Regions from separate parts of the Sus scrofa genome. Here region 1 is linked to region 2. A link is a contact called in public HiChIP or PLAC-seq data. All regions are on one chromosome and are shown on one strand. Each heading gives the region's core, a stretch centred on a gene start, on an enhancer-like site or on the middle of the called end of the contact. The rest is flanking DNA. Distances are from core to core; before and after follow the strand shown. Region 1 overlaps ZBTB20 (zinc finger and BTB domain-containing protein 20). Region 2 holds the start of ZBTB20 (zinc finger and BTB domain-containing protein 20).

Region 1 (5,474 bases), core at 2,230-4,729, 48 kb before region 2:
CTTTTAGACCTAAAGAGGCCAGCCTTGAAACTGAAGAAGATTGGAACTAGCAGCATTCAAAGAGTGTCAACATCAGTCCTTCCTTTTGCCAGAAAGATCACTAGTAGGCGCTATCAGCCAGATGCTGCTTCCACACACTTTGCCAGACTCTAGGGAAAAGCATTTGCCCTGGTAGGAACTCGACTTCTTAAATGGCAGCAGACTAGCTACTACTCAAGCTTGGGAAAGTTTTATGAACACATTCCTGATAATTTTAATATTTATAGAAAGCCAGAACATGTGTAAATAATCACACAATTGGATATTTATGAAGTGCCAGATTTTATGAATATAGGAATTTGTTAATTAGCACAAGGACTAATCATTAAAATTCAAAAATAGATAAATAAGCAGGAATATCATTTATTTGTTCACATTTCAGGGGGACGAATGCAGCTGCTATCCTTTTGATGAATGTAGGCTTCAGGAGAAAAATGTGAAGAAGGAAAGTACTCAAAAGTTTTGAAATCTTAATAAAATCTAAGAAATTGCTATATAATCTTTATATTAAAAATAACCACAGTGTTTCTTCCCTTACGTTAAAGAAAAGAAGTTTAAATCAGCATGTGCTTAGCATTTGAATCACACTGTCTTGCATTCCACCGTTTTGGTCCTTTTCAAGGAGCCAAAGCTGATTTTCATCGAATAAGAGTTAAAAAGCACACACGTCACTCAGTACCAAATTGTTTTAGCTACAGGGCATGGCGAAGCATGAAATAACTGCTTTAGAGCACTTCCTCATGTGGGTGTGTTAGATAACTGTCTGCTCCAACATTAAAACGAAACACACTGTGACCTGACCAAGACTTCAGGGCTTTCAACAGGCAGATTTCATGTGCTGAAAGGAAAAGCCCACCATAACCAGCAAGGCTGGTTAATGAATTCTTCCGGCACTCTATAGCCCTCCTGTGACGCAAGCCTTTCAGGTTTCCAAATCCCTATATAGTAGAGTACACTGGTTTTAAGTTTACTTATGCACATTTTATAATATCCTGCTGTATTTTGATTGTGACAGTCCCTCCCAGAAAAGGCTAAGATTATTTTTTCATACTAAAAATATTTTAGATCTACTGAAGGCTAAGAATTATAATGCAAAAGAAAACATACACACATTCTAAAAATCAAGCCAACCATAAAAATGACTAAATGTTTATTTACTCTTTTATTCTTTCTAGAAGGTAAAAAGAAATTCTTATCTTCCCTTAAAAACCTCTTTGTTTTTTGTTTGCTTCTAATTAACATAAATATGCTTAATATGAAATTTTAAGATGTCATGTCTGCAAAGAATCTGATTTCTTTATCCATACCTGTATAAGACTATGTACATAAATGTACATATATGCACACATGTATCTCCTCATATACATTTGTACAGAAAAAGAGAATTGCTAGACAAGAAACACATTAAAGATTTCCTTTGAAAAAAAGAGTAGAATTTAGGCAGGTCTCACAATGTTGATATAGAAAATGACAGGTGCGTGAGACATGCACACTTTTGATATATTAGTTTTAAAACAAATTTTGGGGGCAGGAGTCTGAAATGGAGGAAAATCACACATATATCGCATACCATATTAACACAGACTTTCAATAGACTACCCTCAAAGTCCCCTGATTGGACCTGACTGTACTCAGCATTTGTACTACTCTTGGTCAAAGCTGGCCTTCCAGCTTAAAAGACAGTTTAGGCAACATAAGCAAATTAAAAGTCTCTGAATAAATTTTTTAAAAGAAAGAGAAAAAAAGACTTAGCAAAAGTTCACCACCCTCTTGGAATAATGGATTTTTAATAAACATTTTGCTATGTTTGAACCTTGAGAATGTGTTTGGGAATCTGCTCTAGCGTCCCAGGTGGGTTAAGAATATTGCTTTATGGACTTCTTTGTGTTGTCAGAGAGGCCTAATGGAATTAAAAAAAAAAAAGAAGAAGAAGAAGAAGGAAAAAAAAAAAGTCTGCCACTTCTAGTAAATAAATAATTTATTATGAAAAAGGTGATTGTTATTATCAAAGATCTCTATAGATTAGCATCCATTTTCTATCATTGCCAATGTGCATGCTGAAAACATTTGCATATCTTACCACCTGACTTAATTTTTATCAAATGAATAGCAGTTTTACTTTCAGACAAATCTAAATAAAACTCCATTAGGAGACCATTTCAAATGGACCTATTTAACTACTTTGAATTTTGAAGAGCACTGTTCTGGGAAAACTCTTCAACAATGTCAGCTAGTTGTGAATACAACTTTTCCCAACATAAAAAAGAAAAGTAAATAATAAAGGAAAAAGAAAGCACCTCAAAACTATGTTTGAAATAACAAATACCTTATTTATAGTCGCCGAAATGTTAAATGAATACTTACAGTTGTTGCACAAGATGGCCTGATACACTTCATAGCTTCCACTTTGTAAAAAGATGGCCAGCCCCCTACTCCTCCCTCCCCAAGCATAAATAAACAGTAACAGACTAAAAGGAAACTGTCCTAGGATAAAAACTGCTTGTTAAGAAAGTTTGCATTCTTACTAACCAGTGATATCCCTATAAATGTAAAAGTCCATCTGCAAAATAAAAGTTACAAAACTGAGTACCTTATTCCTTTCAAAACACACCCCTAGATGTAATATAGAAGAGTGTGTAATAATAAAAATAATTACTAGATTTTTACCCACCCTGAGTGGACAACCCCTCACCTTATGGCCAATGCCACCAAATAAATACACTGGCAAAAAGTATTCAACCTGCTTCAAGGATTTAAACTGTACATATGGACTTTAAACTTCAATGTAAAACAAAGAACAAGAGTCTCACTTTAGTAATACCCACACACTGTCACTGCAGCTAAAACTCATTGGCACATAACTAACAAAACCAGTTAGCAATAAATAAGGACAACATGATATATAGACAGACAGATGGAATTGCATAGACAAGAAAAGCAAAGAGACTAACAAACATACGGAGGGGTCTGTTATAAAAGAGTGAAAGATTCTGATTTATTTGGCACTTTAGTGAGAAAAATAGGTTTGTTTGTAATTATTTTTAAAGTAATTAAACTAAATCACAAGGGCACACCCTTAAATAAGTAGGAAAAAAATTAGTAGAGGATAGGCCTCCTATAGATGTTCCAAATTTAAGCTAGCAATAGCTATGTCAAACTTAAATCTGGAAATTAAAATTCAAGGTAGAAAGAATAAAAGCATTTGGGGCTAAAGGAGATGATAGGTAGAGGGGGGATTGAGGGAGCAGGATTTTTTTTTTTATGAAAGTTGTCTGCCCTACCTTCTTCCCCAGCGCTGAGTTTCTCTTCTCATAATCGGTGTCTCCCTGGAAGTACAGTGTGAGTGGTAATGACTGCCTGCCTCCCTAATGAGTCCATTTTCCTGCTCTTGATGTTGTGTATATACACACACTGCAACCTACCTTACAAACCACAGAGACGGGAAGAGAGAGAGAGAGCAAGAGAGAGGGAGGGAGAGGGGGGGCAGAGAGGGAGAGAGAGACAGAGACAGAGCAAGCAAGCGAGTGAGAGAGAAGAGGAGACAGAGAGAAAGAAAAACAGAAAGAAACAGAGAGAGAAAGGCACAGACAAAGCCCTCCTACCAGACAGCAGACAGCCCTCCTTCCCCTATCCAGCAAAATGCAACTCGTCTAATGCAGCAACAGGTTCAGTATTGCCAGACTAACAGAGTGAAAAAAGGTATATTCTCTATATCATTACTGCTTGCAAATAAACAGTTTAAGAGCAGCTGGCTCCACCTTCTTTATTTATGCTCCATTATGAGGAATGTATTGTTTCAGTTCTGGCACACAGTACATGTAATTATCATAAATACATTTTTTGCATATTAGCAGGAAATAGTGAAATACACAGCTTATTTGTGCAATCTTTAAAATTTTTTTTAATGTGAAAAGAGTGTCAACAAATCTGCTCTGACAAAAGCCTAGTAATGATTTTGAAGTCAGAGCAGTCTTAAAGGAGGCTCTGAAAGAAACAGACTCCATACAATAGGAAAACTGATCTCAGACAAACTGATAATTGCAGAGAAGAAATCATTGCTCAGTAAATAAATCAAGACCATAAGCGAAACTGCACACAAAAACGGAATTAAGTTTAATTAAGTAACTAATAGATTGGTACTCTAGAAGAAAGCAGATTGGTTTCTTATTTGAAGCATCTATCTGTACAAACATTACAATGCAACGTGCTCTGTGTGAACAGGTGCAATGCATATAGTACACAGTGTTACAACAGAAATAAATCTCGTAAAGACCTTCCATCACAAGATTTCAAAGAATATGGATCTGAAACCATAGCAGAAACTCCTCATTCTTTTATTAGGAGGAAAAAATAAAAATAATCAATGCTTCTAAATAAAGCTTCCCTAAAAGAAAAAAAAAAAAACTGTTTTTCTTTGTCTGATGCCTCTAATCATTTTTTTTTTTCTACATGCCAGAACCAAAGTAATGCTGATATTGCATTCTTCACACCATCACGTTTCCTTACCCCCTTCCCCACTCCCAGGTGCCTTTTCTCCCATAGTGATATATTTACAGCTATAGAATTATAAAGATCAGAAAACAGAACTAGTTTCCAGCCCTTCTCCTTGTCCCCCAGTTTTTTAAAACTAGACTCTTCATGTCTACCCAGACAGTCACCTTTCTTAAAATATCTCTATACAGTTTGAGCTGTATGTCCTTTAGAGGGGATTTAGAAACATTATAATAGAGGTTAAATATTCTAAATAAAATTACATAAAAATGAAAAATGTGATTGATTCTGACTAATTCAAACCCTGCATTTGGGGACCAATAATTAAGTATATTAATTGTAAAATCATCCTTTTTATATGGTTTAGTGTTTTACCATGCTTCAAAAATTAGGATGTGTTCTTCGTATAAGCAAAGCTGCTTAACTATGAGCATCAATTCCTTCATTTGAAAGTCAGTTTTCAGTTAATAAAATAACTTAATGTCTTTAATATACAACTTGTAGATTAACTACATCTTCACCTGATTCACAAAAACCTTTTAGAATGTCAATTAAATCTTGGGTCATGTTCAGAACAGAAATCAGTATCGTTTTAGCTATTTTTAAGGGTAAATAATCCATAGCATAGGAATTAGAAGGTGATGTCTGGCCACACATACTCAAACTGTCCTGGGAAAATTATAGCAAGAAACCAAGAGTCCAGACACTCCATTCTCACTGTAAGCCACAAATTCTAATTCTCTGGTACCGCAAGTGTTGTACTCCTCTCAAGGGTAGTTGCTTAATAAAGACGGCACAGACACACAGGAAAGGGAATGTAACAGACCCCTACTTTTGGTCACATGTCTTGAGAAAATCCTTTCTAAGACTCCCTTAGTGTGCCTAAAGTACCAGCATGCATCTTGCCCCCTCCTGATCAGCCTAGCAATTCTGATTTTCTACTA
Region 2 (5,754 bases), core at 2,295-4,794:
CAACTGAAAAAGATTTAGGTACTTGATTTTTCAGACATAATCCTAAAACAAAATTTTAATTAAAAAAGTTAAGATATTCTAGCTTATGTTTTACCACAGTTTGCTAACAAGACAAAAGCTCCATAGGAATTTTACAGTAAATTCCAAGACACAGGATTTTTTCAATATAAAATAACATTTTATTTATTTCAAAGTCATGCTTAAAATTATGAAAAAAATAAAACCTCTATCCGTTAAAAAGACCTACTGAAATGTTTGAATAATGTTTCATGCAATAACAAAGGGTACAAATAAGAAATAAAGTAAGCTCTTTTATCTATCATCGGTAACTGGTAAATACCTCCCTACCCCTCACAAGACTGTAAGAGTTTTCAAATCATATTCCCCAAAATGCTAAAAGAGGTTTTATGGTTTCATCCAAAAATATTTTCTAGTAATCTAAAGTACACAAAGTTTATGTGACATTAGTATACAAACCCCACCCCTCACCCACAGGAGCAGGTAATTTTATCCCTGTTCATTGTGACATCCCAGTGTCTAGAAAAAGTCGATGAATTTAAATATCCATTTCAAAAGAAAAAAATTCAAATAAATGAGTGCCCATCAAGTTTCACTCTACATACCAAATGTTTTGAATAATCTTTCCTTACTCTTTATTCTAAAATAATTCAAATAATTTGCAATTTATTTATATATTTTGGAAACTTTACAGAGACTTAGTTGTATGCTCTTCTAAAACGATCTTATTTTTCAGTTTAGTCCTATTTTTCCTTTTTTTCTAGGAATTCCAGTTTGGTCAGAAAGTCTTCTAAAGATTGACTACTGAGATAAAAGGTATTTCATTAAAAATGGCTTTCTCCTTAAAATTTTATTCCTATATCAAGTAGTCAAATTCATATTAATTTGACAACAAGAGTAGTTGGATATTTGTGGGTCTCAAAAACTTTCCAACTTAACCTCTTAAGAAACTAATATCACATCAACTAGTAGTTCTGAACACCTGCCCCCCGCTCTCCCCAAATATACACAAAATTGTAACCCTCACATGTAAGCTGTTCTTTCCTCTAGTACTCCATTTAAACTCATACTGCCTTTCAGGAGCTAGTCATTATCAGTGTACACATGAACTATATCTGTATTTTCCTGGTATAGAAGTAATCTTAAAATGCTGGCATCTTAAGGCAGGTAAGCATAAAGACTTCTTCCTAAAAATGGATATAACTTGACATTTTTAGTCTTAAACCTCTTTCTTTAGTCTGTTAAAATTGGGACCTCACCATGAAAGGGCGAATTGCTTTGGAGGTTGGTAGCCAGTTAACTTGTCACCTGATCCTCATATGCAAAAGGCCTTTATTCCACTGGTCTGTGAGATCTGAAATCACAAAACCAAAAATACCCAACTGCTAGATTGACTGAGCAGGTTATTATATTTCTAGAAAACTCACTTTTATTCATCTCACCTTTTATTTGAGCATCATGTATTCTGAGGCCTAAAGCCCTCCAAAATTGAGCTCAAAGGAAATCACATCCCCAGTGTTAAGAATACTTGAGCACTTAACAATGAGTAACAAAGCAATTCTTCAAGGACAATTTCAAAAACTTTCTTGAGAGACTACTCTGAAGAGGGCACAGTAAGTGGTATCACCACACACTATCTGTGCCTCAACTAGATATATTCTGATTAAGAATAACAAGAGCAAACAAGGGCATTAAAAAAATTGAACTTTTCCTAGAAATACAGAACTGCCTAATCAAAAAACAGAAATACAGATAGCCAAAATTGTACTTGTCAAATGTGGGGTTGGGGTGTAGCAGGGTGGAAGACTATAACAATTCCCAAATGACAGCAGAGTACATGGGATTAGGAGCAACAGATAAGAAAATAAATCATTTATGAAACTGTTGATGATAACTGATTAATGTGTAAAGCTTGAGAATTTACAAAGTGGTCCTATTATTCATGGTTTAAAACTTTCAGTGGCAACAAGAACAGCTAACTTTAGAACAGAACTTGTTTGAAAATATTGGGAGAATGAGTGGTCTCTGCTAATTTCCTTAGCTGAAATTTACACATGACCACGCAGTGAGAAAACTGCACTTTAGCGACATTTTGGCTTTTCTTAAGGGTAAGAAGTAGTTAATACAATTTTCACGTGTCTAGAAGATTAACAAGTTTAACTTTGCTTGGGCCAATGGTGATTTTTGAGGCCAGTACTTAACGAACAGGCTTTAATTACTTCCTGGTTCATTCAAATTTTTATTGGAAAACTGTCACCCTGCTACTGACCCCATTCAACTGGGTTCAGCGTTAAGAGATCAGCGGATTACCGTGCTAGGTAGCGTAGCTGTACGCCATATTGTGTTTTTCGCTAATGTTTATAGTTTATGTGTGTGCCTAGCATATGTTTGTGCAAGTGTGTTTATCAATATAACTTTTAGAAAATCCCTTCCTCCTGCCTCTTCAGCATCCTTAAAAAGGATAACAGCTTCGGGAGGGGCGGGGCATGAGGCGGGTGGTGGGAGGTGACCAGAACGCCACCCGGACAGAAATGCATTAAACAATGTAAAAGAGAGTGCGTTTCTTTTAAACTTTCAAAAAGCATCCAACCATTTTATCTCAGCTATGAAAAAGAGCAAACATATTTTAATATTTCCAAAGGGGCCCAAAGGAAGAGAGAAAGAAGGAAAGGTGTGTCTTCCCTTCCCAAGCCCCCTCCTCTACAGTCGCAGCAGCGAAGCAGGCGGCGGCCGGTAGCTCCCGCGTCTTGAGGGGCGTCCAGCGGCTCTGGGGCCAGGACCCCTCCCGCCCCCCAGTTCTCTGAAGACGCTCCAGAGACCGCCAGAGCCACGGCAAGTGGGGAAGGGCGAGGAGGGAGGGGACGGAAGACAAGCGGGCGCCTCTAGCAGCTCCTGAGCCCCGGCTAGTCCCCCTCAGCTCCTCTTCTTGGAAGCGGCAGCTCCAGGCGCGGGGAGTAGAGAGAAGAAGGCAGAAGACACGTTTCCAGCTGCGGGACGCCCCGCCCGCCCTAGGACCCCGGACCCTCCCGCGCTCCCTCCCTCCGCGCCTGGTCGGGCGAGGCCGCCGCAGCCGCTTGGAGCGAGGAGGGGCGCCCGGGGGAAGGGGGCGCGGAGGGGGGACGCCTGGGGGAGGGGGCGTTCGCTTGGCCCGCCAACGGCCCGCGAGCTCGCCACTCTAACTCGCTCCCCCAACCCCACCCCGCGCCCCTCCTTTCCCGTCCCGCCACCCCCAACTCCTAGCGCCTCGCAGACGCCTGGTCCCCCACGGCATGCACACACCCCTCCCTCCCGCCCGCCAGCCCCACAACAAATTAGAGTTTTTGGCGTTACCTCCTCGCGCTCTTTAATCTTCTTTCCTCAACTCCTAAACTTCCCCCGCCCCTACTTCTTCGGCAAAAAGCCCACATTGGCCGCCTCACGCCGCGAACCCTCTATCTTTTCCTACTATTCGGTTTCCCTAATGCCACTCTTGGCTTCAGTGAGCCAATAAGAATGGGACGCCCCTCGTGAAGTTGCCGCCCATAAACAAAATACACTCTTCCTCCTCCCCTCACCTGTCCCCGCCCCCATTGCCTCTTCCCTCATCTCTACCACCTTCGATTGGACTAGAAAAGGCCCAATCCGCTATCTCAGACACCCATTGGGGCACGGAAACTTCGCTCAGAGAACTGTTAACAGGCAATTGGTCAGCAATCTTCCCACTTCCCCCCCACCTCTGCCGCACATTCGCCCACTCTGGAGAGGTCAGTCATATCTCGTTGTTCAGTGATCCGAGAGATGGGATTCTATTGGTTGAGAGAGCCCGTCAGACCGGACTGGAGTGAGCCATGATTGGTCAACACAAACACGATCAAGTGTGGTTGTCTACTCCTCCGATCCTCCTTTTTTTCTCCACGCCCCTGCCCCCTCCCGCCTGCTTTTACTTTCTACGCATTTCTATTTCCTCCTTTATTTATTTATTTGTGATAAACTTAAATGACCCGGCGACGGAGGCGGGACTCGAGACGAGGACGAAGATGACGAGGGACGGCCGGGGGCCAATTGCCGAGGGGGCTGCCGCGTGAGGGGCAGCGGCGTTGGCCAGTGAGAGGCAGGTGTCTGGAGCGCTCTAGGCCTATGGAGCCGGGATGCCCCAGCGGAGGCGGCGGTTACCCGCTGTCTGGCGCGGCAGGCTGGCGGGGGGGTAGCCACGGGAGGCGAGAAGCGGGGTGTCTCTGTCGCCGACAGCTGAGGCGGCAGGAGAAATATGGATGAGGGGCGGTGTGAGAGAAAACGGGAGAGAGGGTCTGCCGAGGCGGCGGCGCTCAAGGCCACGCTGGGTCAGGCTTGATTCCTGAGGAGTGGGGTGCAGGTTGCCAAGCCGGGAGGTCACCAGAGGCCGCTGAAGCAGTGCCAGTGCTCAATGGGAAAATGTGTTCGTTCAGGAGGTTTAGAAAAATACTATGTAAAACAGTTTGGAGTAAGCTGCCCTTAATATAAATGAGGATATTATTCTAGCGGGAAAAGCAGATTACTAAACGCCTGAAGTACCTACGACCCAACCGGAGCCTACAAAATTGAATATCCTGAGGGGTAAACCGAAGGAACAAATAAAGCAACACGGAAAATTAAATGCGGGTCAGATGCTTCAGTAAAACCTTCATCCTCATCCATTTGTCACTCAACATAGCACTTCCCAGAGACATATTCTTACCAAGAGTTGGTCCAGTACCCAGGCATTAGGGGGAAAAAAAAAAAAAAAAAAAAAGAATGAAGCTTAAAGCCGGCAGGAAGCTCAGGAAAGATTCCTAAAAAGGACTAAATGAAAAAATAAATAAATAAATAAATCTGCAGAATAAAAAATTGCCATAATTAGGGAATTCAGAAATAATTTATCACAAAATAAGAGACTTCATTAAGAATGCCATATGTACAAAAATATATTTGCAATGTGAAAATAATTTTTTTTATGGGACATGCTTTTGATGTGTTATTTCCAATAAACTCAAGTCCTCTGAATTTTATCTTAGGCTTCCTTGGGACATCCAGCCTGCCTTAAAGAAAAAATTCATGATACTTGTTAAAGATAGTTAGGCAGACTTTATTCAGGACCATTGAGATAGCTATGGCTAGGATCTTTGCATTTAGATTTTGCAGAACAGGTAGATTGGGCTCACCCTCATGTTTAGAGGGGGTAAGTGGGAACTTTAGCTAAGAAACAAGGTGAGGGTCAGTAGAAGGAAAATTGATAAGAGGAAATATTAGAGGTAAGAGGAAATTTTGGCTAAACCAACCTAGTAGGATTCTTGCTGAAGACAGATCAGGGTGATCAGACATTACCTTGGGGATGATGGAATCTAGGATGATTGGGGAGGGAGGATTCTTGCTAAACCCAGCTTTTGTAAGGAAGTGTACAGATGCCTGGCTTTAATTAGTGGTCTTTAGCAGAACCTAAGCAAAATAAATTGGCCCTAGTGAAAAAAAAAAAAATGTGTAAAGCCTTGACCTCATAAATACCATTACATCTATCTTTTGAGGAGTATATGTATAAGAGTTTTAGATCCACAAAATTATTGCATCAGATGTCAAATTTGAAGACCAGTAAAATGTACAAATTTCTGTTGAGTCTGGAAGCCAAAACATTTTAGGATTTATGTATAAATCTTAGCAAAAAAAGTGATGTAGTGACTGTAGTAAGTATTCCATACAAAATAACTAGCTTCACATGTGAAAATTCAGTAAAATTTAACAAAGGTG

The links. HiChIP or PLAC-seq counts read pairs in DNA pulled down with a chosen protein or histone mark.
Region 1: a contact with region 2 is called in an H3K27ac HiChIP or PLAC-seq map of skeletal muscle. The contact joins the enhancer-like site here to the promoter of ZBTB20 in region 2. A contact is called at or near these places in 2 of 5 promoter capture datasets (fetal liver and liver), 18 of 47 Hi-C or Micro-C datasets (brain, embryonic fibroblasts, epiblast stem cells and 8 more) and 2 of 2 datasets of contacts at active chromatin or transcription factors (alveolar macrophages and skeletal muscle).

The regions. Positions count from the first base shown.
Region 1 is chr13:144,901,611-144,907,084 of Sscrofa11.1, reverse strand. The region is part of intron 2 of ZBTB20 (zinc finger and BTB domain-containing protein 20); the gene reads right to left. Among named protein-coding and RNA genes, the nearest start is that of ZBTB20, 49 kb to the right of the region's middle. Within about 2 kb of position 3,479, at least 52 of the 83 cell types and tissues checked have an H3K27ac peak or open chromatin away from gene starts, as enhancers often do. A contact at or near this core is called in alveolar macrophages, brain, fetal liver and 5 more, where this site is marked.
Region 2 is chr13:144,853,611-144,859,364 of Sscrofa11.1, reverse strand. ZBTB20 (zinc finger and BTB domain-containing protein 20) reads right to left here and starts at 3,544. Exons shown (of 10, transcript XM_021071270.1): 1 at 3,349-3,544; 2 at 1,278-1,372.